4 separate regions of the Mus musculus genome follow, and regions 1, 2 and 3 are each linked to region 4. A link is a contact called in public promoter capture Hi-C data. All regions are on one chromosome and are shown on one strand. Each heading gives the region's core, a stretch centred on a gene start, on an enhancer-like site or on the middle of the called end of the contact. The rest is flanking DNA. Distances are from core to core; before and after follow the strand shown. Region 1 holds the start of A530046M15Rik (RIKEN cDNA A530046M15 gene). Region 2 overlaps Vps41 (VPS41 HOPS complex subunit). Region 3 overlaps Vps41 (VPS41 HOPS complex subunit). Region 4 holds the start of Cdk13 (cyclin-dependent kinase 13).

Region 1 (6,281 bases), core at 3,348-5,847, 2.0 Mb after region 4:
GTTTGGAGCTGAGACAAAAGGATGGACCATCTAGAGACTGCCATATCCAGGGATCCATCCCATAATTAGCCTCCAAACGATGACACCAATGCATATACTAGCAAGCCTTTGTTGCAAGGACCATGATATAGCTGTCTCTTGTGAGACTAGGCCGGGGCCTAGCAAACACAGAAGTGGATGCTCACAGTCAACTATTGGATGGATCATAGGGCCCCCAATGGAGGAGCTAGAGAAAGTATCCAAGGAGCTAAAGAGATCTGCAACCCTATCGGTGGAACATTATGAACTAACCAGTACCCCAGAGCTCTTGACTCTAGCTGCATATGTATCAAAAGATGGCCTAGTCGGCCATCACTGGAAAGAGAGGCCCATTGGTCAGGCAAATTTTATATGCCCCAGTACAGGGGAACGCCAGGGCCAAAAAATGGGAATGGGTGGTGTCTTAGTCAGAGTTTCTATTCCTGCACAAACATCATGACCAAGAAGCAAGTTGGGGAGGAAAGGGTTTATTTGGCTTACACTTCCATGCTGCTCTTCATCACCAAAGAAGTCAGGACTGGAACTCAAGCAGGTCAGGAAGCAGGAGCTGATGCAGAGGCCATGGAGGGATGTTCTTTATTGGCTTGCCTGCCCTGGCTTGCTCAGCCTGCTCTCTTAAAGAACCCAAGACTACCAGCCCAGAGATGGCACCACCCACAAGGGGCCTTTCCCCTTGATCACTAATTGAGAAAATGCCTTACAGTTGGATCTCATGGAGGCATTTCCTCAATTGAAGCTCCTTTCTCTGTGATAACTCCAGCTGTGTCAAGTTGACACAAAACTAGCCAGTACAGGTGGGTAGGGGAGTGTGGGGGGGGGGGGGTGTGGGGGACTTTTGGGATAGCATTGGAAATGTAATTGAGGAAAATACGTAATAAAAAAAAAAAAAAAAAAGAAAGAAAGAAAGAAAGGGAGGTGGCGCCATTTTCAGCTCCAGACAACCGGCCACCTTCCTGGTCAGAGCACAGGTGTCTGCCTGGCCCAAGAGGCTTCTGCCTCAGGCTCCTCGGGAGCCAGCTTGGTTCCGGGACTCCGCAGAGGGCAGTCTGCACAGGTGACAGTGTGGAATACTGAAACAACAGCTTCTGTGACAGGCCAAAGCAACACAGCTTCTGGGAAAGATCCTGTTTTGGGCCTTTATCTTCGGCCAGGAGGAGGTTCAAACACCAGATAACTGTGCACCTTCCCTGAAAGAGGAGACCTTGCCGGCAGAGACTGCTCTGACCACTGAAACTCAGAGGAGAGAGCTAGTCTCCCAGGTCTGCTGATAGAGGGTAACAGAATCACCAGAGGAACAATCTCTAAACAGAGACAATGATAATTAGCCCAGAAACTTAGGATACCCAAGATATAAAATACAATTTGCTAAACGCATGAAATTCAAGAAGAACGAAGACCAAAGTGTGGACACTTTGCCCCTTCTTAGAAATGGGAACAAATCACCCATGGAAGGAGTTACAGAGACAAAATTTGGAGCTGTGACGAAAGGATGGACCATCTAGTGATTGCCATATGCAGGGATCCATCCCATAATCAGCTTCCAAATGCTGACACCATTGCATACACTAGCAACATTTTGCTGAAAGGACCCAGATATAGCTGTCTCTTGTGAGTCTATGCCGGGGCCTAGCAAACACAGAAGTGGATGATGATCACAGTCAGCTATTGGATGGATCACATGGCCCCCAATGGAGGAGCTAGAGAAATTACCCAAGGAGCTAAAGGGAACTGCAATCCTATAGGTGGAACAACAATATGAACTAACCAGTACCCCGGAGCTCTTGTCTCTAGCTGCATATGTATCAAAAGATGGCCTAGTCGGCCATCACTGCAAAGAGAGGCCCATTGGACTTGCAAACTTTATATGCCCCAATACAGGGGAACCCCAGGGCCAAAAAGGGGGAGTGGGTGGGTAGGGGATTGGGGGGGTGGGTATGGGGGACTTTTGGGATAGCATTGAAAATATAAACGAGGAAAATATCTAATAAAAAATAAATTTAAAAAAAAAGAAAATTTTAAGTGATATGACAGGAGATGCTGGGTTTCCTGGAGGAAGTCAAGACTGGTTTACACCAGTAATCTCTCAACATTACAATTTTCTTAAGTAAAGAAAAAAAATCAACATTCACATCTAATACAAACTCAAACAAAAAGTACCTAAATGTGATAAACTCTGTTTATCAAGCCTAACAGCAACAATTATTCAAAAAAAAATCATTGAGGAGTTGGGTATAATAGCACTTACCTGTAATCCCAGCACTCAGGAGCCTGAGGCAGGAGGATCATAGTTTAAGGCTAGCCTGGACTACACAAAGAATTAAACACACACAAACATGCATTCATCAAAAGTTGCATTTCTAAGCCACTGACTTAAAAGCAAAATGAATAAAGATAACCCTGCTACCTGTGCCTATCCAATATTTTAGATATCCTAGTAAGGATTAAGTTAAATAATAAAATGAAAATTAAGTAAAATAACAAAAAAAAATAAGATTGCATTTGTAATCTTAGAGCCTACCCCTAGTCTTGAGTGGAATGTGCCTATACATATATATATATTAATTTTTAAGTAATAAAATTCTTGTGACAAAAAAAAAAGATTTCTTGATCATTCATTGCTGTAGTAATGACATTATTCAACCTATAGGGCTTCCAGAGTAATACTAATATTTGTACAATGAAACATTTAAGTACTTAAAATTACCTTACCTGTCGTTTAAAATGCTACTAGTAAGCATGCTACCAGCAGAGAAATAAGTAGAAATTTTGAGTCATGGGGATTAAGAACAGCAAGAGATGTTCTAAGGCTCCCCCCTTTACTCAATGGAACAAGAGATAGGAAGGAACAGAAATGGAAGGTAGGGTAGAATTTTTAGGTGTGTTTTTGAATGGTTTTCTTTTGACCAGAAAGAAACTAGAAATGTTTAACTAGAAATTATGTTTAACTAGAAATCATCTGTGCATATTTCTATTCCACACATATTATTCAAAATTTCAAGCTACAGTTTCCCCTTTTCTAAAGCACTTTCAGCAAAAGCATCAAACCCAGCGCCCATGTAAAACCAATTGGTACCAGTTGGTGTGGCCCCACCTTCCTTCCCAGTGAGGATGGAAACCCAAGACAGGGAATTCCCAGAGCAAGCTGGCCAGCTATACTCACCTACATGATGAGCTTCTGGTCCATAAGAAGACCACAGATTCAATCCAAAAGGTAGAGAGTGATTGAGACGTCTCATGATAGCATCGTCAGGCCTCCTCACAAATGTGCCCATACAAGCATCCATGCATACAAGCATTAAGCATCCATGATCCAAGCATACACATACAAGCATCCATGAATAAGAATACACACCACATACACACTTGCACACACACACACAGAAACATTTACATGAGCATTAAATTATCAAAGTGGCCATCTATATTATGAAACTTATCTATTCTGTTCCAAAGGCAGTGCAGTGAGTTATCCACGTATACCTTTGACGTAGATGATGGACAGAGAGAGCATTGGCTTTGGACTTCTGGGTCCAAGGTTGATGTTTAAAATGAAGAAACAGAGAGAGGAGTGGATTGGGCAAGATGGGAGGTAGCAGGGGAAGGCTAGGAGGAGAGGAGGGAGAGAAAACTGAGGTTGGGATACAAAGTAAGTTAATTTTAAAAAATGAATAAAGTCTAAGTCTATCATGAACTAACTATATGAGCTGCAGTTGGATCTGTTTGCTTAACTACGAATTATTTCCACACAGTCCTTGTAGTCATAGCTCCTGTCAATCAGGTCTCAAGTCCACATGTCCCTATACGAAGATTTTCTTTTTTTTTTTTTTTTTTAGTACCCCATCTAAAATGGTCAAAATGTTTTGTCTGAATTGAGATACTTTATCATTTCATGATTTAATCATTTATCTGTTTATTGTTTCATTACCAGTCACTCGGGTAAAATAGAAGCTTTAGATAGGCAAAGAGCTTACCTGCCCATTTTTTTCAGGATACTGGATCATCCTGACATAAATTAGGCACTCAGTTTCTAATGAATGAATGAATGAATACAAAAAGCCCATACTAACATTCCTACTTCCCTTCAGTCTCTTCTGAAGAACAGAAAGAGCAAAAATGCATGCCTATAACTTTTAATTGAATGAGTACTGTTCAAACAGAACCTTTTATTACTTTCACACTGGTTTTCTTTACAAAGGAAAACTACATATTATTACCTATAATACAGAAGTGATTGATAAATTCTATTCAAAGCTAATAAATGATAAACATGGAAAGCAAGATGATCCTCCAATATTCCAAGACAATTTCCCTTAGAAAAACCTGAAGGAAAGCAAATGAAATTTACAATTACCATTACTACAGGATCTGTGCCATCCTCAATTATGGTTTTTAACTAGAATCAATTCAAACATCTTTGCCGCTGAGGTCAGTGGAACTTGGGGAACTGAGTTCTTCCCACAGCATTCCATAGGGAGTCACCAAGACAAGAGAGGGTAAAGAATACCATGCCAGTATGTGCGTCTGTGGGTCCGACATCCTCTGCTGTCTTCTCAGATCTGACTCAACTGGCCAGTGATGACTGAGCAAGTACAGTCAGACCTGACCTTACTGTGTGACTCAGGTGTTTGTGATCTTTCTCAAAGCTGACCATACAAAGTCTTGCCTTTTTCTCAAGGCTTCATGATTTAAAGAAGGCTGTCGAATAAATATCAGGCTGGAGTCTTGCTCAATGTGTTGTCACCGCCTGAGTATGAATTCCTTAGCCACTGAGTCACTTGCTCTTCCTAATAAGGCATGCAGACTTGGAACACTCTGAGATGTCAATGTGGGATCTTCTAGATCCACACAGCTTCCTAAATATTATGAAAACATGGTGGTTACGATTATAAGCTTCTAATTCATCCAGGGCTGTGTTCGGAGCTCATCAGCTCCATGAGCTTGATGACTTGGGTCAGTTTTCATATCTCTCTGAGCTTCAAGTTTCTCAACTTTGAATGTAGTGATAGAGGCTAGAGACACAGCTCTGTTGGTAGCATGACTCAGTACCACACACAGACACTGATCTTGTGATCCACAGCCCCACATAAAGCATAACTTGGTGATGTGTGTGCAATCCTAGGACTTGAGAAGAGGAACCTGAAGGATCATAAGTTCAAACTAATCCTGAAGTACATCGTAAGTTCAATGCCAGCCCGGGCCATTTGAGATCGTATCTCAATGTAAATAAATGAATAAGGAAATATATGATTGGTGATGATCTCAGGTAACTTACAGAACTGTCTTTAGAATTCATTGATGAACACAGCCCTTCACATGATCCCTCACACATTAGGCTTAATTGTGGCTAAATATAGCATTTCATGACTTACATAATGCTAAGTTATGTAAGTGAAATATATGTATATACATATATATCACATATATATTTCATAGGTTGAAAAAACAAACAAGTTTCTTTGAACAATTATCTTAGTTTTCAGATAAATGCAGGAAAGGAGCTTTGATTCTTAACTAAAGTCTTCTTTAAATGTTTTGCTATCAACTATTTTCTTCAAGTATATGTGTGAGTGTGATGCATGGGGAAAATAAATTACAATTAGATACACATCATTGCATCCTATTACATGCAATAATTACACATATGCGGTTTAATTATAAAGCAGTGAGAAATACTTCACACACTGGGTGGACTTTTATATATATATATATATGTGTGTGTCAGAAGTAGTCTCTAAAATTCTCTCCCTGCCTCTGTCTCTGTCATCTGTCTTTCTCTGTCTTTGTCTCTGTCTCTCTCTGTCATCTATCTCTGTTTCTCTCTATGTCTCTCTCTGTCATCTGTCTGCCTCTCTCTGCCTGTCTGTCTCTGTCTCTGAATAAGACACTTAGTTCACAGTAGTTGTGGTTTAATCTTTGTGGTGTGTAGACATGAGAATAGGTCTGTGATTCTCAAAATGAATCGCTAGGTCATTGACTCTGAGAGATGATAAGTGGTGTTTGGTGCTCCAATTATGTTTGAAAAATCATAGTAACATGTATTTACCATAATATTTTTCATGTGACTTGAGCTCTGGCTTGCTAACATTTATTTCCTAGAAGAATGAAGCTTTCTTTATTTCTCAAATATTAATTTGAGATTTTTTTATCATTAAGTATATTATGGGTTTGAGCTCTAAGAAATTGTGTGTGTGTCAGCATGCACATACTCATGAACTAGGGAATAATGAGAGATTGAAAGAGAG
Region 2 (6,839 bases), core at 1,713-4,212, 1.0 Mb before region 4:
AGAGAAGGCTCATTCTACTTATGTTTCTTAGGTAATACAAATGAACAAGCTAGCCATACTTGTTTTGAATTTGTCATTTTGGCACAAACACGACCTCAGTTCTAAAAGCTTGCCATAAGCAACCACCTAATCCTGTCTTATTCTGCGATTGTTTCATGAAAATGTACAGAATGACGGCACTTATGAGTGGCACAGCGTCCAATCCTAAAGCCGCGGATGAAGATATTCCCAGAAAAGTTAAAAGTAACCAAGGAAGAGTTCCCCACTGCTGAGGTGGCCTGCACCATCCCTTGTGCTGCGTCCTGGACTAAAAGCCTTATCTCTCTCTGCCTCTGGGTAGTGAACGTGCTGTGATCAGCAGCCATCAGCAGGCCCCACCAAGATAAGCTATCAAATTGTGAGGCAAAGTGAACCAACCCTCCCTCGCTCCCTCCCTCGTTCCCTCCCTTCCTTCCATTGCTTTTACCCAGTATTTCATCACAGCAGTGTAAAATAGGACGAACCTGTGGCCTAACAGTAGCAAACACAGCTCTACTACAGCTACGTGAATATAAAGAACGGCCAAAATAATAATAAAAATGAGTTCACTATTCAAATCACTGCTAATATAAGGAAACTTATTAGTAGTGTCCAAAAGCCAGAGACTGAAATCCATCTCTAAATCAATCTTGTTGAGACGGTGGAACTGCCTGCATCTAGATCACCTGAGAGAGAAGACCTTAGCTGCAGAGGGCTGTTTAACACAAGCAATATGATTAGTGTGAACAGGGAACTAAATTTTCAATCTGATTTGACTATAATTAGCATAAATAGCCAGTGACTACAGTTACTGAAAGTGAAGCCCCGGTTCACGACAGACGGGAAAGGTGAGGTGACAGGTTTGAGGACCAAAGGCTATGAAACACAGATCACTCACTCACTGGGTTCTCAAATGAATCCTGGAGAGCGATTAAACATTATTATTCTCAGTTTTATAGTCAGAGACTGAGGGTTAAATAAGATTTAAGCTAAATAAGTCAATGGTAAGGCTGGAATGTTCAGAAAAACTGAAACTTATGGTCAACCGTAGACTTCCGGATCAAGCGGGCTCTGACTTGGTTTTGTATTTTGGGGATATGGGCCTGACAGGCATGAACCCCATCTGCCATCAACCTGCAAAGCAGCAACAACACACACACACACTGGACCTGGTATGGAGTGAGAAACAAACCCCAAACGTCTGTCTCTTACTTCAGACATGTGGAAGTTTGAACGTGGATTTCTCTAAGCACTGTTGTTAACCAAGAAGCCATTATACCGGCCTTGTATCTCACAACAGTGCTACATCAACTGACACTCAACTATAGATACACCATAATTTATCAGAGCTTTGAAAAATGTGAAGGAGAAAATATCAATTTTTAACAAAAAGAATGGAGGAGAAAGACATAAATATTTTTAAAAACTGGCTGTAATGAAAATGATAAAAAATATCAAAATCATGACAAAATGAAAAACAGCTGAAGTTTACTAAATCATACATGAAGTTTTGAAGCTGAGGGTGTAGCTCAGTGACAGAGCACCTGCTAAGTAGGTGGGGGATCCTGCAGTCCGATCCTTAGCACTGGGATTAGGAAAGAAGAAAATGTCTTTTATATGTGTTAAGGGGTATGTAACTAAGGTGGCTCTGTCACTTTACGGCCCTTGCTCCCAGTAGTATGGTCCATGTTCCTATCCATGAGCTTCTCACGAGCACCGATTTAGTTTATCATCATCCCCTAGTACTTGGGGAAAATTTAATTCTTAAGACATGCGCCTTATCAATGAGGGAAAGAAAAGCAGAAAATTGGGGAAAGGCTTAACAAATTCGGGTACTTTAACTAGATAGACTAGCATCTATCTTAAACAGTTCACAAGGAAAACCACACGCACAAGCACATGCACACGCACACACACGCACATGAAGTGAGAATAATGCACAGAAGAACAAGGGTCCTCAAAGGACCAGTGACTGCCAGAGTGGAGACAGGTGTGTGGACGGAAGGCATCACACGGGAAACACAGGAGGCTATTAATGAAAAGCGCATAGAAGCAGCCAATGAACATCTAATAGGCACAGATTTTCAATATGAAAACAGAAATTGGTAATGGTGTGCCCGAAACTGACTGTCGTCCATCTACCCTAATTTTATTGTTACTCTGTACTTAAGAAACCACACACTGATGTTATATAAAGTGAATCTCCATATGCTGCACGCTAACACTTCCTTCTTTCTCTGAAAAGCCGTCGTGCGGATTCTGCCCAGTGAGGACAGCCTTCCCTGGGTTTTCTCCTTTCTCACACCCTTCATTAACACACATTTCCCAGGCTTCTCTTCCTTTTCCCTTCGTATTTTTTGATCAGCTGTTTATTAGGCTTCCCCTTCCCATTTTATTGCTTTTCCCCTTGCTTTGTTCAATCCCATCCTCAATCGGCCCCACCGTCCTCATCAGAAAGCGCTGCTCTCAACTCCCCCAGGAACCTCTGCCTTTCTGTATTTTCAAAAAATAAATAAAATAATAATAAACGGATGTCCTGCAATAGGGCTAGAAGCCAACCCTATTGATTTTAGGAGGTTTGAGGGTTCACTTAAGTCTACAGCGTTTCATTGCCTAGCAACATGGGCACCGAGAGCTTCAGTTACTATAGTGATGGCTCCCTAATGCAAGTGTTCTCTCAGAGAAAGGCTCAAGTGCAGCCACCACTTGTCAACAAGGGCTCCCTGGGCTTTGCTCCCTATTTTTTCCTTGCCATTTGAGGGGGTAAGGGAGAGGAGGAGGAGGAGGAGGGAGGAGGAGGAGGAGGAGGAGGAAGAAGAGGAGGAAGAGGAGGAAGAGGAGGAGAAAGAGGAAGAGATAAACAAGAAGTGTACACTTCACCTGCCTGCGTACGATGAAGGGCTAGAGAATCAATTGCCATTTCTTCTATACACAGCACCCAAAAGGAAATCCTTCACAAGCTCTCCCTGTTCAGGCCTCGAGGCAGCCTCTCGCCAGTTCCAGCAGGACCCCTGAACTCTAACAAAAGGCAAACGGCATGCCACTGCTCTGGGCTTTAAAGGGAGCCTGGGTGTCCCTAAATCCCAGAGAAGAGCTTCATTCCAGTGTCATCAAAACAAAATTTTGATTTTTGCTGTTGCTTTCCGCTAGCAACACATTACAATGTCTATCACCTGCATGGATAACTGAAGCAGCAACAACCCTTTCCAAAGCAAGACCTGGAACCGTCAGGCCTCTGAGAGGTAGACATGTCTGGGCTCCAGGAAAGATGAAGCTGACCTTTCAGAAACTCACTCTGAGCACTGGGACCCCTGTTGTCACAGCGACCAGCTTCATCGCTATCCTCTCTGCTAATGTAATGGCAGCATACTTTCCTTGCCATTCAGCAAGAGGGAACCTTTATTTCTTTCAGCTAAAATATCAAGTGACTGATGAAAAAGAAAAACAAAACAAAACAAAGAAGACGAAAACCCTGTCCTCTTTGTGCAGCAAAGGGAACAAAGGCAGGCAGTGAGTGGGACCTCTGAAGGTAAAGATGCTAGTCTGCAGGGTAATTTCTGCTAGGCTTATTTCATAGGTTGGAAAGTTCTGCTTGGATTATAGCAATCTCCCCTGACAGGCAGCCTGACCTGGGTGTGATGCTAAAAGCCAACTCTTCCATATCCCTCTGTACCTGGGGAGAAGATAATTACCGTTTTTTCTGAAACCTCCTTTACGTAGGAAAGTACAACAAGCTGATCACAGAGAGGTGCAAGTCCACTAATGTAGAATTCAGTTTCAAACTGAGACACTGCAAACAAAAGGCAGAAAGGATTCACCATTAAATGGAGCATAAAAGTGCACATGACGGCAAAGACACAGTGACTCTGAGTGCTACAATGCATTTAAAAATGCTTAAAATGGAAATAATGCCCACTCCCCTGATGTGATTATTACACATTGTGTATGTGCTGAATTATGATACTATACTAAATATGCGCTGTAGTGTGTCTCATGTTAAAGTACTTTCACCATGCAGCACTGAAAGTGCTTTATAACCATCCATCTCAGGAAAGACTTCAAAGTTGACATTATAGACAAAACGAACCCCTAAATGGCAAGTTGTGAGTGCTCCCCTGTGCCAGGTAAGTTAATAAGAGCGTCATTGCACCACATGAAGACTCTCTGAAACAATAAAACCTAACATCGATTATTGTTAATAATAAAATAATAATTAAAATTATCTTTTTTCTTACAGATGAGGTGCAGTGGTACAAACAGTACAATTATGTTTTTATTATTATAAAACATTACTTTGGTTTTGGCTTTAGACATTTTATTTAAACATTTTTGCATACTTATTTATATACAGAGAAAAATAATAAGCTTTTCAAAAGTGTACTTAAAACTTAAGAAGAAATACGTTATTATAAGTTAAGAAACATGCACACTAAGGAAACGGTTCTGTGTGTAAGACGGGACTCTGCAAGCATGAGAACCCGAGTCCAAATCTCCAGCACCCACATCAGAGCCAGGCATGGACACATGTGTCTACAGTCCCAGATTTGAGGGCCTGGGTTGGGGCGGACAGGCAGATCCCAGAAGCCTGCTGGCCAGTCAGCTTAACTAAAATGGCACTCTGGTTCTGTAGAGACCCTGGCTCCAGACAATAAGGCAGTTGCAGAGGAGGATACCCTATTCCCTCTTTTGGCTCCACAGGTTCCAACACAAAGGAGTGCTCTCACACAGTCAAATGCAACCACCACATACACACGGGGCACTGTCAGGCCAGGCAGTGCAGGACATTCCCAACTCTCCAAAGGCTAAGGAAAGAGGATCACCAATTCAAAGACTACAGCATGTATTCAATGCCAGCCGAGGTAACTTGGTGAGCCCTTACTTCAAGGCAAAACATACAAAGGAGGCTATGGCCACAGCTCGGTGGTAGACTGCTTGTTTAACATGGATGAGATACCCTGTCTAATCCTCACTCCTGGAGTCGGGGAGGGTGTGTGCACTTATCCCATCACCCAAATGTTTTGTAATTCAGCCAGCCTCTGATGGCCTGAGTGGTGCTGCACTTCTGGCTATCACCTATGATGGACGTACTGTTTTTCCTGAGTTGGCAGAGCTCAGTGTGCCATGGCAGAAGGGATGTGAATGCTTGTGAAGTCTATAAACCTGGGTCATAACTTCAATGAACGAACGTTACATTCTATGTGTGAAATGCTCTCATATGAAAGAAGAATCAGGAAAAGAGGTAAAACCGACATGCAGATGGAAGGGGGTGAGAGAACGTTCTTGCTCTTTTCTCTTTCCTTGTCCATCAGGTTCCCTGCTTCTCTAACCCTCACTTATCTTACAGGCAGCTTCATAATTTAACTTTTATATTCGAGCAGGTGACTGAAGATGACTACCATAAACTTTAAGAGAGGTAAGTGTTTTCTGACCGTCCTTTTTAGCCTAGGTTGGCTTTGAAATTGCTATATAGCTGACGACGACTTTGAGCTCTGCTCCTCCCGAGTCTACCTCCTAAGTGCTGAGATTACAGGAGTGCCACCGTTCCCAGCCTAAGTGGAGAGAGTAGCTCCCTTCTCACTGACTGGACGGCAGGAGTGGGCTTGGTGTCCAGATACACATCCACGGGCCGAGCTTTTGCTCTGGCTCTGCCACTGACGTTCTTTCCGTCTGTAAGCTTGGGCTGAGGATGTCCTATCAAGACACACAGAAGCAGTTTTGATAAAGGGCTAGCATGGGACAAGGTCACAAATAAGCTTATTTAAGAACCATTTCTACCTTAGTCACAGTTTGGAGAGGGGCATGTCCAGTGTAGACAGCTGTTTCTAGAGATGCTTCCGTGCAGGGTGCAGCGTGAGAAGCCATGAGAGAGAATGATCTACACGGGTCCACACTTGTATCATTTACAGAGAAGATGGTAATCTCATCCATCTAGAGTAAGTAAATTAACGATAGAATTTGGTGGCCACTGTTCCAGCTATGCTGGTATAAATGGAGCTGATTTCTGTCTTACTAAATCACAGTCTGTCACTGAAGTGCTACTACAGTTTCCTTGCCGATAGGTCCCGGGAAAGAACAATAATCCAGAAATGCCACAAAAACCCTTCTCATGAGGGTCAAGAGCAGGCCTATTTGTGCCTGCGGGCTAATCATGCCCAAGGGAAAACAGCATTAATCACAAAGGGGTGGTAGATATTGAGCTGTGAGGACTGTGCCCTCTGGAGATCATATGGCCTGCCCAGACCACCTGACAGATAATGTGAAGCAATGGCTCCTAAAAGTAACTCAATTTATATCAAAGCTTGGTATTTTAAACACTAAGTATAATGCACAAAACAGAGAAATTAAATTAGGACAGTGTCCTAGGCAAATCTTCACTCTCCACCCTGATTTCCTTAATCTACAATGCTTACATAAATGGCATAGAGATCTCATGATCTCTGAGATCCTGGCTAGAAACATTAATGTTCTCAATAAAACAAGAGAAGACTGCAGGAGTTCATGTGCACTTAGCACTTAGACACTAAGCCAGCACCCAGCACAGCACCACCTGTGGATTAATGATCACTTAGAATCACAAGGAAGTATGCAACCAAAGCAAGCAGTCAAGAAATATAGGAGTTATCAGCGTCTAGATAAAACTAAGACATCCCTTGTGTTGACTCATTCCCTTACACCACACACACTCTTCTTAGAGAAACAAAATCCACAGTGATGGCAACACTTGGTGTGACTCACAATGAAGAGTTCTAACTGCTGTCACCTTAGCTGTGGCTACTCTGCCACCCACTGATTCCTCTCCAGTAAGACCCACAAAAGAACAC
Region 3 (6,703 bases), core at 3,650-6,149, 1.1 Mb before region 4:
AGAAGCTCGGAATACCCAAGATACAATTCACATACCACATGAAGCTCAAGAAGGAAGACCGAAGTGTGAATACTTCCATCCTTCTTAGAAGGGGGAACAAAATACTCATGGGAGGAGTTACCGAGACAAAGTGTGGAGCAGAGACTGAAGGAATGATCACCCAGAGACTGCCCTACCTGGGGAACCATCCCATAAAAAATCACCAAAACCAGACACTAACTATTGTGGATGCCAACAAATGCTTCCTGACAGCCTGTTATATCTGTCTCCAGAGAGGCTCCACCAGTACCTGACAAATAGAGGTGGATCCTCGCAGCCTACCACTGGACTGAGAACAGGGTCCCCAATGAAGAAGCCAGAGAATGGACCCAAGGAGCTGAAGGGGTTTGCAGTCCCATAGGAGTAACAACACTATGAACTAACCAGTACCCCTGGAGTTCCCAGGGACTAAACCACCAACCAAAGAGTACACATGGAGGAACCCATGGCTCCAGCCGCATATGTAGCATATGTGGCCTTGTTGGTCATCAATGGGAGGAGAGGCCCTTGGTTCTGTGAAGGCTCTATGCCCCAGTGTAGTGGAATGCCAGGGCCAGGAAGCATGTGTGGGTGAGTTGGAGAGCAGGGGGAGGAGGGAGGAGATAGGGGGGTTTTCAGAGAGGAAACCAGGAAAGGGGACAACATTTGAAATGGAAATAAAGTAAATATCTAGTAAAAAAAATAAAAAGGAAATAAAAATGTGTCTTAACTCTATAGGGATCCTCCTGGCCCAACACTGGCAAATGCTAGCTTTACAGATGTGCTTAAGTCTAACTGTCCTGTCAGATTCTCCTAAAAATGTAACATTACTTTTGTTTTCAGCTGGTGTATGCTGCCTGGTTGGTGGCTCAGTGTCTGAGAGATCTCGGGCGTCTAGGTTAGTTGAGACTGCTGGTCTTCCTATGGGGTCTCCTTCTTTCAGCTTTTCCCTAATTCAACCACAGGGGTCACCAGCTTCTGTCCACTGGCTGGGTGTAAGTATCTTTCAGCTGCTTGTTGGGCCTCTTGGAGGGCAGTCATACAGCAGAGGACTGCCTGGTCTGGCCTCAGTCAGAGAAGATGCACCTAACCCTCAGGAGACTTGAGGCCCCAGGGCATGGGGAGGGGTCTGGTGGGGTGAGGTGGGGACATCCTCTTGGAGACAGAGGTGGGGTGGGGAGGAGGTATGAGATGAAAAACAGTTAGAGGGCAGACCAGGAGGGGGATAAAGACTGGATTGTTAAAAAAAAAAATAGAGAGAGAGAATAATAGAAAAAGAGAAAATAACAACAAAACCAAATTTAAAAAAGTTATGGTTTTTATCAGAAGTCACTACAGCATACAGAAAGAAGAAGAAAAAGAATACAGCAAGAAAGTTATCTACAAAATATTGATGCTGACAAGCTTTCAGAAAATAGGTCAGTAAGTTCATGAAGCTGCTGTCCTCCAGCATCCAACTAATCGGCTCAGTTCTAGCTCCTCTGGTGTGGGCTCTGGAAGCACTGTGACACTCTCCAGGGCACACCGCCTGGGCAGTGACAGATCAAGGGTACAGCCTGTGGAACAAACACAGGCCACAGGCTGCAAAGAAAACAGAAAGCCAAGGACAAAGCACTTTCTAAGCAGGTACAACCTGCCTGCTCACAGACAGAATTGGCTAGGAACACTGACAGTTGTCAAGAACCTATAAGAAGGAAAGGGACAATGATACTTCTTGCCTAACCTGATCAAAATCCAAGGGTCTACACCAAAGAAAGAAAAAAAGAAAGAGAGAGAGAGAGAGAGAGAGAGAGAGAGAGAGGGAGAGAGAGAGAGAAATTCTAAATGTCACTGTCATGACCAAGTATGGCAGCAATCAGAAGGTAAGAGTCCCTTGGCAACAGTCTGACTCAGCTCCAGCAAGTCTCAGGCAAGCAGGGAGCCAGTGTGTTAGACAACAGTATACTGCTGTGCGAGCGCTCTCTTTTCCGTGCTGCTTTCCCTCTGATGTCACTTCCAGAAATGAAATCAGTTTGAACTGTTAAATAAGAAAGAGAAGAGGTAGGGTTGGTTCATGTATGGAGCTGACACAGAGATGGGCTTCATTAAGGAAAAGGGCACTGCAACCAAGGAGCTATGATCGATCGGGAGAGTAGGAGAAAGGGTCAGGTCACTCTATCAGCGACTACACGTGTGGAAGATCAAGGGGAAGGAGTGGCTTACTTCCAGGCATGGGACGGGGATGGAGAGAAACATGAAAAATTCCCAAACAAAGGAAAATGTCTGACTTTCGTTTCCTTTGGGGAGGTGGTGAAGTTCTTCACTACGTGATTTTAGTGTGGACTGTCCACCATGGAGGAGCACGGAGGAGCCAGGTACCAGGACAGAACATGCAAATTAAGAGCTGTGAAATCACAGCACCATAGCTGACCTTCCCAAAGACAGTTTGCAGGCTGTGGGGTCTGGCCTTTCAGAGTGATGAGTGCATTAAAGGGTCTGACTTATGGGCTAACGGAGACATCTCTGTATCTATGAGATCTCACCATCTGCCAATAAGAGTCTCATGATTATCAACCTGGCTTAGCAACACTTCTCACGTAAGAATTCTCTCCAAGATAAACTAGTGCCTTCCCTCAACTTCATAATGCCATTTCTATCTCAAAAAATATTTATTGACATTGCTCAGAAGGAACAATATTACCTTTTTAGAAATCCTTCCTTATGGAAGGCCCTTCTATTGTCCCCAGATTATCTACCCGTAAGGACCAACCTTTTTCCTCGTCCTTTCAACCGCCCTTGTTCCTCTGCACTTTCCCTTTGTCCTTTGTTTAAAGAAGCAAGCCACAACTGCAATCAATGGTCCACATTCCATGAGTAAGAACATCCTTATGGCGTCAACAACTGACAAGAGACCTTAGGTTTGCTCTGTATTTTCCACCTGATTTCTCTATAGCACATCACCATGGATGATAATCCCAAGTAAATGGAAAATTCTAGCCCCCACATATATTTCACAAAGCAATAAAGAGGCACATATCAGAGAAATCATTATGGCTCTGCAGAGACAGCTGCTGTGGGGGCGGTGCTAGAACTATGGCCAAGTTTCTACAGCTTTTATTTGAAAAGACTCTCAACTTGCCGGCCTTGCCTTATTCACTTTGCATGTCCTTAGAATGCAACTGGCTGCCAGCTGCCTAGCATCCGAGCCCCATGGCTCTCCTCACTGCAGCCTGGCCATGGCCACTTCACTCTTGCTGGATTATTATTACCAAACGTGACTAAGCCCAGACAGAAAAAATAAAGGGAAAGATAACTATTTAAGAACTAAATGAATCAAGGAAGCGATGGCTGGCTGGTACAAGCCACCTGCATCACTCAAATGTCGTGATAAGATCAAACTGAAATAATATGTAAAGAAAGAAATCCATTTGGTCTTAAAAGCTTATTTTAGGAATTTGAGAGTTTAAAATCCATCTTAGGAAAAATACAGAAAGGTTAGATAATTAAAAGTGAAAAAGAAATTTGTCCCTCCTCTAAAAAACGATGAACAAGAAAGTCATCCATTTCTGTAAACTGATTTGTGTTTTCAATTCTAAGTAGAAAACTACTGGGGAGCTACAGCAGCAAGGCTGAGAAGAGGGAAATACCTTTGCAGATCTGCAGAGGGCTGCGTGCCATGGGGGAAGAGGACTCATTCCACATCACTTGCTGACATGCACAGGGCCAGGCCTCTGCTTACAACAGGCACTCAGAGGTACAGTCCAGGGCTGGGTCCCTGTGCCTCCTGCCTCTTTAGGAACAAGTTCAAACCGGCTGCCTGTCTTTCTCCAGAGGTGTAGTCATGAGGGAAAAGCCAGGAAGTGGTTCTCATTGGCCGAGCTTTGAGGGATTATGTCTTAGAGTTGATGCAGTCCTGGATGAAAATGGTCTGGCATTTCCTCTGCTGGCCTGAATTTAAAACTAGTTCAGTATCGTACCATACCAATATGTCATTAACCTTCTGAAGTCTCAGTCTTCTACTCTGAGCAATGGGGCTAATGATAATTTTAGACCCATTATGGACCTAAAATGTCTGTCAAAAACAAAGTGGTTAGTGACAAAGCACTGATTTCCATTTCCCTAATACCCTCAGTATCTGAGGGTGTGAACATGCTCAATTCTGTTACCTTTCAGAGCTGTCAGGTTATAAAGTATGAAAAGGTCACATGGCAAAAGCTGCCGGAGTTTCCCATAACTACTCTCCTCTCAGTTAACTGCTGACCCGCAGTATCTCTCACGCCTTAAAGAACTCTAGGTCCTCAATGCACAGTCTGTTTGAGAAGGAGACTGAGACAGTACACAGCAGCACACCTGACCTCTGTGTGAAGACTCTTCATATCATGCTTTATATCACACACAGCATCCTTGGAAACTCATAGGTCTGTAATATCACCCTCAAACTTGGGGGATCTATGGGGTTGAACTCTTATTATTAATGAGAACATAAATTATAGCTTTATGAAACAAACAAAGACCCATACAATGAAATAAAAGTATGTCTGTCAGGGAACAGCAAAAGGCTCCAGAGACCTGGGATATTTTTACATGATCCCCCAAAAGGTTGCTTAGGCAAGTAGATAAATAAATGGCTACTAATAAAAATTAACAGTCAACATACACGGGGAGGAAGATGGTGGGAGGGAGGGAAGGAGAGGGAGAGGGACAGGGAGAAGGAGAGGGAGAGGGGGAAGAGAGAGGGAGGGGGAGGGAGAGGGGGGAGGGAGAATGGAGAGGGAGAGGGGGCAGGGGGAGGGGAGTGGGAGAAGGAGAGGGGGGCAGGGAGAGTGGGGCATGGAGAGGGAGGGGGTAGGGGGAGGGAGAGGGAGCAGCGGGTCAGCACTAGTGTGGTTTCCCTGGCTCTGCCCTTCCCTCTCCCACCCTTTTCCTCTGAGTAGTAGTTTTTCTACCCAGTGGCTGATGAGTAACAATGGCTCTCTGAACCCATTGGTAAACAAATTCTGGGTCTCTTAAAATCAGCACCCAACTGCATATTTACAGAACTAAGGAAAAGCTCACTATATATTTGTAATTAAGAAGATACTGGTACTATTTTAGAGGACCATTTTTATGTTAAACATTTGTTTTGTATCTAATGCTTTGTATTTCGGCTGGCTCAGCACTATGCAAATTTGTTCATAGAAGTGAATGAATAGTGAGACTGCAGCAGGGCGTGTGAGCTCCCATAGAAGAGCAGAGTGAGGGACATGCCAGCTGCCTTTGCTGGCATCAGCGTCGAAGGGAGGGACTGGCAACACAAGCATGGTTTCACCCCAAAAGCCCGGCTCTAAGCACCAGTCTAACCATCCTACTATCATATACAGATGCTACCCTAGCCTCAGACACTGCCGTACGTTTAGACTTGCTGTCTCAAGCATATTCTGCTATATACCTCCCTCAGTAAGAAAGGGCCCACAAAGCACAGGACACTGTCAGTCTCACTCACAGGGGATTAAGGGCATTACAAGGTTGGCTATGGCACCATTTCCCCCAAAGCGGATTTCCAAGCCTGAGATGTTCTGCATACCTAGGGAACGGCATAAAGTAGGCACTTCTCTGATCCCTGCTCCTCCCTATTGGCCAGTTCTTAGATTCTTGTTCTCTTTCCCTTTTTCTTTCTCCCTCAGATCATATCCCTAGGATTATCTGAAACCCTCCAAAGGCTTTGGCATAACTACCAGCCTAAGATTAGGCCTCAGTTCTCTGGCACATACTTCTTAGGTAATCCCATCCCCTACATAGTGCTTCCAAGTGAAGGTTCTGGACTGTCTACCCCAGTCTACAGAAAGAAACCTTCTCCTTTCACGCTGTGCCTTGCAGTCACACCACAGTTCCCCGAGGACCACGAGGATGCTGACATCTCCTCTGTAGTCCCCTTGTCTGCACCAGCCATTTCTTAGAGTCCGTTTGGTTAATTCCACAGGTCCAAGCTTCTCAATTTCTCACCTAACTCAACTCTGACCACCTCTATCCCCACCCCACTTTTGAATACCTTCACTACAGCTATGAGGATGTTATCTGTCCTGCAGGTTGTCTCGCTGATTCTTGGTGCATCATCCTGAGTTCAGCAGGCCGTCCTTTACCTTGCACCCTTCACAGTGACTAGCAATCTGATCTGATTTATCTACATCATAATGTTCTTCTTACAACCTGTATATTGTCTCTAGGAAAGCAAGTTCATCTATTACAGCAACACTTTCAAGTGATCGCAGAAAGAACAGTCTGCATGCAAATGAATTTTAAATAGTTTCAAGTATTAGTGAAGCAACTAGGATTCTGAAACATAGTCACTGTTCAATTCTATTAAAGAAAAAAGGTTAGAATACTTAGTAACTAGCATATTAACTATTTATATGAGAATATGGGTTCTTTTTTTCTTATCACAAATTTTGAGCTAATAAAGAAGCATTATTGTACCAATCAGACAAAAGCTGATTAGATCCTGTGCTTAAGTGTGTTTCAGACAACAGAGTCCTTCAATGGCTGCAAAATTATTCCGAGTGCTTAAAGATGTACTCTAATTAGTTACAATATTTATTTTCTCTAAGAAAATTTTTGTGGCCACTTCAAACAGTCTTTGTAACTTACTCTCATGTCTTCTTCAGTGCTGTGATCTATTTACACATAGTGAAAAAGCTTCCTGAAGTGGAGAAGTTTTTCAGGTTTTCTA
Region 4 (6,709 bases), core at 2,705-5,204:
GGTAATTTTTACAGGAAGATTGACATGACAATTTATATTCAGGAGGGAAAACTCATGACTGAGTGTTTTATTAACTTGAACATAGTAAACTAGGACCATCACTGGAAAACCTTAGAACATGGACATCTTACTTATAGGTGCTGCTGTATTAAATGAGACAATACTTAGCATAGAATGAGGTGAATGCTAAAAGTTCAGTAAATGCCAGTTGGATTTTGTTTATTTAAAAGTTCACTGGGCTTAAGTAGTAATTTGCTGATCTCTCTCTCTCTCTCTCTCTCCTCTCTGTGAGCAAGTGTGTGTGTGTGTGTGTGTGTGTGTGTGCGCGCGCGCGCTTGTGTGATGGGGAATAAGAAGGGCTGAGAATTTTTTTTTTTCCGAGACAGGGTTTCTCTGTATAGCCCTGGCTGTCCTAGAACTCATTTTGTAGACCAGGGTGGACTTGAACTCAGAAATCTGCCTGCCTCTGCCTCCCGAGTGCTGGGATTAAAGGCGTGTACCACCACGCCCAGCAGGGCTGAGAATTTAAAGATGTTTCAAGACTAAGGGAAGCTGTAAATCAGCCAGTTTCTCTAAAGGAGAAGCAATATTAGCAAATACTGTAAAAGTTCCTATTTACAGGATCATGGAGGGAGTATGTAGCCTACTTATGAACTGTGCACCATTTACAAGCTTAAAGGCAATGATCAAATTTTTATGTCTGTGATTTCATTGTAGCATTTGACCCAAAGTCCTTTATACTCTTAAAAATTGGTGAAAACTGCAAATAACAATTTTAAAAAAATGTCACTTACTGGTATTTTTTGCTATATTATAAACAGAATTTGAGAGAATTAAAAACAAAAAATCCAACTGGTGTTTGCCTATAATCCCAGGATTTACAAGGCAAAATTGGGAAGATTTTAAGTTTAAGGCCAGCTTGGATGTTATGTAGATAAATAAAATGAAGAAAGAAAAAGAGGATAAAAATGCATCCACTTAAAGTAATTCTTTTGTTGGGCATATACCTTTAATCCCTGTACCTGAGAGGTAGAAGCAGGTAGATCTCTGTGAGGACAGCTTGGTCTACAAGGACAGCTAAGGCTACATAGACTCAAAACAAACAAACAACAAAAAAACCCTAACTCCTATAAAGCATTTAAAGATTTGTTTTATATTCTGCAACATCTGTCCCCATCCCCTTCCCTGCGCAACCCCCCCCCCCAAGACAAGGCCTCATGTGTCTTTAATTTGGGATGTAGCCAAAGCTGACCTTGAACTTCTGATCCTCCTGTCTTTTTTTCCTAAGTGCAGGGACTAGGCTTGCAAACCTCTTCACTGCCCATTTTAATGTAATTGAAATTTGGTTTTTAAAAAATATTTCTATCTTTTACGTATGTGTTCTCAGGCCAGAAGAGCGCATTGGATTCCTTGTAAGTATAGATGGCTGTGAGCTACCATGTGGGTTCTTGGATTTGAACCCAGGTCTTCTGAAAGAAAAATAAATGCTCTAACTGTGGAATTCTATCTCCAGTGTCAAGCTGCCATCTTATGCAATGTTTTAATCTTTTGTTTGGATAAACTATGTAAATCAGATATATTACTGGAAGGTGGGTATTTTAATAGACTTTCTAGACTGTGGATAATCTTCAACTCTACACTAAAATTGTATAGTAGTTTCCTACCTACCTACCATGCAGGTCTCCACTATCATCTTCTATTTTTGTGGCTGGTGCTCAAATCCAGGACTTTTGAATACCAGGCAAGCTCTCTAACAACTGAGACCCCATCCTCCCCTTAGCCCCAAACTATAAAGAACAGCTTATGTGGTATGATAATGATCTGTCAGATAAACAAAGAAAAAATATTTTTAAAACCACAAGGTAATACAGACAAACATAATTACATGAAAAGCACACTAACAGCAAACTGAAAAAAAAAAAAACCCAAAACCCCAGTTCCAAGTGGCAATTTAAAAATCTCTTTCGATGAAGGTAGCAGATATTCTTATAGAAACATCAAATTTAAAGATAATTTCCATTACTTTGGAGTTTGAATCCTACTAAAAGCATTTCCAAGCAAGTGAGCTTGAGGAAAGATGGCAGAATCTTATTAAGATATTTTCTTAAGTTTTCTACTCGCAGCCTGGAGTAACCACTATACATTCACTATGGACCAAGTGTTTTTTGTACGGACAAGAACAGATGACATTCCTAAGTGCAGTGAGTAGCTTATGCTAGAGGAACTATTATACAAACATCTATTTGCCTCTTCTTTTCTATTCCAGCCTTATTTCTGTTTTTTTCTTGGCAAGATGGGATGGGGGAGAGGGTGTTATTATGTAGAGTTCTGATAGGCCAGAACTCACCATCGTCCTTGACCTGTTTTAACCTCCATTGTATTGGGAATAGACATATGCCATTGCATCAGGCTTTGAAAAGCAGCATAATGGGACAGGTTGATATTTTTCTGAAAAGCTCTCCTCCTTAGTACTCCGAGTTAACAATGATGTCAAGAAGAAATTTGCTTTAGGTAACATACTTCTGAAATTTCGTTTCCCAGTATCTTTGCTTTGCCCCCTTCTGTGTAGAAGGTTCCACTGGGTGTTCCACTCAGGCCTGTCTTTGTCAGAAGTAGCTATTCAAACCTATCTTCTAGCAAGTATCTTTTGTAAACTTCAAAGTCTGAGCTTCCATCAGTTTGTGAGATGATGCTGAGGTCAACTTGATTACTAAGTATTTAAGAACTAAAAGCCAGCTGATGATCTGAATAAATTTGTTAAGGGGTAATTACATGTACCCACTGAGCAATGTTTATCTTCTTTCCAGTATTAATGACCAATAAGCCTTTTAGATTTTAATCTAATTACCCCGAATACCTAGCCTCTAACTGAAGGGCAATCTTAAGGCAAGAGATGAGGGCATTATGTAGCTGACAGCTCATAGCTTTAGTTAGATATAATTACAGGTGAAAGTACAAAGAGGGCAGCTTCCACTACTACAAAATGTTTTTAAGGTTCCTGGGATTTTTAGTAGTCCTCCTTGATATTTTGACTCATCTTTCAGATTTACTTAATGCTTTTGCTTTATAAAGAGATTTACTTATTTCATGTATGTGACACATCAGAAGAGGGATCCCCATTACAGCTGGTTGTGAGCCACCATACTGTTGCTGGGAATTGAACTCAGGACCTCTGGAAGAGCAGTGAGTGTTCTTAACCTCTGAGCCACCTCTCCAGCCCTGTGTAAGGCTTTTTAAAGGTTCCGAAACGTCAGTGTCGCGGAAGCTCGAAGCTATGAACACCAAGTATATTTTTAGGTTACGATGGGTCCTTGAACTTGGGCGTACGTGAGTCTAGTCAAGCTAACGTCACATTCGCCCTCTGTGGGGAGTCTGCTCTCACAGATGTTCCGATCCCGTGGCTGGGGAAAAGGTAGTCGTCAAGGTTCTCCCGGGTCCTGCCGTGACCTTTTCACTGGAGGCGAGCAACAAGCGCCATGAGTGGCGCCGGAGGGAAGGCCTCCAGCGACAGCACAGCGCAGCCCACGCCTCCTCTCCTTTCTTTAACCCTGCTCCTCCGTCCCACCCCTGCCGGAAGTGGAGTGGCTCCTCGCGTCACTTCCGGTGACGGCCAGGGTCCCGGCGGGCGCGAGCACGCAGCACCTCCCCTCGCCCGCGCTCGCTCTCTCCATCGGCGTCCCCGAACGTGACGAGCGTGCGCGCCGCCGACCTAGCGTTGGGTTTAGGGGCAAAAGTCTTGAGGAACGCGGCGAGTGGGTGGTGCGCGGCGAGGGCTCGGCCAGCCAGTCGCGTCGCCGTCCCGCAGGGAGAACGCGGAGGGCAGGGAGGGGCGAGCGGCGCGCGCGGAGCCCGCGTGGAGGGGCGGAGGACAGCGAGCCGCGCCCCCGCTCCGGAAGCTGCGCGCAGTGCCCTCGGGGCGCCAGGCCCAGGCCCGTCCGAGCGCCGCGGGGTGTCGCCGCCGCCGCCACAGGACGACGTGGACGCGCCGCGGCCGGCCGGCGACGGAGGCGTGCTGTGGTCGCGCCCACTGCCCTCCCGCGAGCTCGCCCCCGACGTCAGGACGATGGAGTGAAGCGCGGCCCGCGGTGGCACTTCCGCGTTGCGCCGCCGGAGCCCGAGGCCGCCGCCGCCGCCGCCACCGCCGCCGCCCGGCACGGCCGGCTTTCCGCCGAGGATAGGATCCTCCCGCGCCAGGCCCTGACGCCGCTGCGCACACACCGCGACTGGAACCGGGGACGCGCGTCCCGACCCGGATTATCGTGGCGCGACTCCCGGCCGGCCCTGCTGCTCGCTACCCCTCCGCCGCGGCTGCCGTCCCCCTTCCCGGCGGGGGACATGGCCAGGGTCTGACCCCGGAGGAGGCCGCACCCGCGCCGCACTCTGCGGCGGGCTCTAGGCGATGCCGAGTAGCTCGGACACGGCGCTGGGGGGAGGCGGGGGCCTGAGCTGGGCCGAGAAGAAGTTGGAGGAGCGCCGCAAGCGGAGGCGATTCCTGTCCCCTCAGCAGCCGCCGCTGCTGTTGCCGCTCCTGCAGCCGCAGCTCCTGCAACCGCCGCCGCCCCCGCCGCCTCTGCTCTTCCTGGCTGCCCCCGGCGCGGCCGCCGCCGCAGCCGCCGCCGCCGCGGCCTCCTCCTCTTGCTTCAGCCCGGGCCCTCCTCTGGAGGTCAAGCGGCTGGCGAGAGGCAAGAGGCGCCCCGGAGGGCGGCAGAAGCGGCGCCGCGGGCCCCGCGCCGGGCAGGAGGCGGAGAAGCGCCGGGTCTTCTCGCTGCCCCAGCCGCAGCAGGACGGCGGTGGCGGTGCCAGTAGCGGCGGGGGTGTGACCCCGCTGGTGGAGTACGAGGATGTGAGCTCCCAGTCCGAGCAGGGGCTGCTGCTGGGGGGCGCCAGCGCGGCAACGGCGGCGACGGCTGCCGGGGGAACGGGGGGCAACGGCGGGAGTCCGGCCTCCTCCTCCGGCACGCAGAGGCGCGCGGAGGGGTCGGAGCGCAGGCCGCGCCGGGACCGCCGCAGCAGCAGCGGCCGCAGCAAGGAGCGCCACCGCGAGCACCGGCGGCGGGACGGGACGCGCAGCGGCAGCGAGGCCTCAAAGGCCCGCAGCCGCCACGGACACAGCGGCGAGGAGCGGGCGGAGGCCGCCAAGAGCGGCAGCAGCAGCAGCAGCGGCGGCCGCCGCAAGAGCGCGTCGGCTACGTCCAGCAGCAGTAGCAGCCGCAAGGACCGGGACCTCAAGGCCCACCGCAGCCGGACTAAGTCGTCCAAGGAACCGCCCTCGGCCTACAAGGAGCCGCCCAAGGCCTACCGGGAGGACAAGAGCGAGCCGAAGGCCTACAGGCGGCGGCAGCGGTCCCTGAGCCCGCTGGGAGGCCGGGACGAAAGCCCGGTGTCCCACAGGGCCTCGCAGAGCCTTCGGAGCCGCAAGTCCCCCAGTCCGGCGGGAGGTGGCAGCAGTCCTTATTCCCGGCGGCTGCCGCGCTCCCCGAGCCCCTATAGCCGGCGCCGCTCGCCCAGCTACAGCCGCCACAGCTCCTACGAGCGGGGCGGCGACGTATCCCCCAGCCCGTACAGCAGCAGCAGCTGGCGGCGCTCGCGCAGCCCCTACAGCCCAGTACTCAGGTGAGTCCTGTCCCCCCAACCCTAGGAGGCGGGGAAGGTGGGGCGAGGCGCCTCTGGTTTACTCGGTCCGCTTCCCAGGCCAGCGCTCCGGGTCGGAGGGTGGGTTTCTAGCGGAGAGGGGAGTGCTGAATGCACCTGTGAGGGTGGGAGGGACCAAGCGACCAGCCTAGGCAGGGATGAGTCCTAAGAGTTCAAAGTTTTTAACTTGTTGCTTTTAACTGTCAGCAGGTTAGTGCAAAATGCTCTCCTTTTCCAGCATTGCTATTTTGGCTTAATTTGTCTTAATACCTGCTTATGGAGAAAACGTCACTTTGTTGGTGCTTTACTAATATACAGGGACTTATATTAAAGAGCAATCAGATTCAGGAGGTGATGTCAGTTAGATAAGGATTGCAGATGTTTCATGTGGTTAATACGGGGATGGGAAAAGCAGCTTTTGTAAAGTTTAATACTCAAAATACATGTAAGTAGATGTTGATAAAAATAGTTTGAAGATAAATTATATATGAGAGTGATTCTTGTGTTGGGTAGGTTTTTTTTTTTAAATCTGATCTTTCAAAGTCATGGTTTTAAAAAGGAGGGGGAAATGACAGCTATGTCCAGTACCCAGTTGCCAATAATATATATAAGTGGATATAGTGGTACAGCGTAACTGCGTGAATGGCTTAGTACATTCTCAGGCCACTATAAATCTGAAACTGCTCACTGTAAAGTTAGGCCTTTTAAGTAATAACAATTCTCATGAACGTGTTCAGAAATTTTTGTAGAGATAATATAATCTGAAATTTGAATACTGCTTTTATATAGCTGTTAAGCCATTGTTATACGGTAACAGTCTGAAAATGTGTGTATATTGATACATATCTATTTTGTAGAGTGAATTAAAAGTAGCTTTTGAGTACTTTGCAGGTCTTGTAGCTTCTTATATTACTTAACATATTTGGGCCATCTAGGTTTTATGGTTTGGTAAACTAGTCCTAGGATTGACTAGGTTTTTAAAGTTTTATAACTTTATATAGTCATTTAAGTATGTAATGGCAATTTAAATAACGTGGTTAGATTTGGTAAGGTTTAGTAAGGTTGGTGGTGTGTACTA

The links. Promoter capture Hi-C pulls out the DNA fragments that hold promoters and counts their contacts.
Region 1: a promoter capture Hi-C map of 3T3-L1-derived adipocytes shows a contact between it and region 4, with 6 times the contacts expected there. The contact joins the promoter of A530046M15Rik here to the promoter of Cdk13 in region 4. A contact is called at or near these places in 4 of 39 promoter capture datasets (the 3T3-L1 cell line, 3T3-L1-derived adipocytes and neutrophils) and 1 of 115 datasets of contacts at active chromatin or transcription factors (pancreatic cancer cells).
Region 2: a contact with region 4 is called in a promoter capture Hi-C map of hippocampal neurons, with 4 times the contacts expected there. The contact joins the enhancer-like site here to the promoter of Cdk13 in region 4. A contact is called at or near these places in 9 of 39 promoter capture datasets (the 3T3-L1 cell line, cranial neural crest, embryonic stem cells and 6 more) and 4 of 115 datasets of contacts at active chromatin or transcription factors (astrocytes, embryonic forebrain, neural tube and 1 more).
Region 3: a contact with region 4 is called in a promoter capture Hi-C map of hippocampal neurons, with 3 times the contacts expected there. The contact joins the enhancer-like site here to the promoter of Cdk13 in region 4. A contact is called at or near these places in 6 of 39 promoter capture datasets (the 3T3-L1 cell line, 3T3-L1-derived adipocytes, cranial neural crest and 3 more) and 4 of 115 datasets of contacts at active chromatin or transcription factors (astrocytes, embryonic forebrain and embryonic stem cells).

The regions. Positions count from the first base shown.
Region 1 is chr13:15,805,559-15,811,839 of GRCm38.p6, reverse strand. It overlaps A530046M15Rik (RIKEN cDNA A530046M15 gene), which reads right to left and starts at 4,597. Exons shown (of 5, transcript NR_046131.1): 1 at 4,391-4,597.
Region 2 is chr13:18,820,749-18,827,587 of GRCm38.p6, reverse strand. Vps41 (VPS41 HOPS complex subunit) reads right to left here. Exons shown (of 29, transcript NM_172120.4): 11 at 3,711-3,808. Among named protein-coding and RNA genes, the nearest start is that of Vps41, 110 kb to the right of the region's middle. Within about 2 kb of position 2,962, at least 16 of the 459 cell types and tissues checked have an H3K27ac peak or open chromatin away from gene starts, as enhancers often do. A contact at or near this core is called in hippocampal neurons, where this site is marked.
Region 3 is chr13:18,854,812-18,861,514 of GRCm38.p6, reverse strand. All of the region lies in intron 25 of Vps41 (VPS41 HOPS complex subunit), which reads right to left. Among named protein-coding and RNA genes, the nearest start is that of Amph, 90 kb to the left of the region's middle. Within about 2 kb of position 4,899, at least 54 of the 459 cell types and tissues checked have an H3K27ac peak or open chromatin away from gene starts, as enhancers often do. A contact at or near this core is called in hippocampal neurons, where this site is marked.
Region 4 is chr13:17,802,342-17,809,050 of GRCm38.p6, reverse strand. It overlaps Cdk13 (cyclin-dependent kinase 13), which reads left to right and starts at 3,954. Exons shown (of 14, transcript NM_027118.1): 1 at 3,954-5,613. The coding sequence starts at 4,400.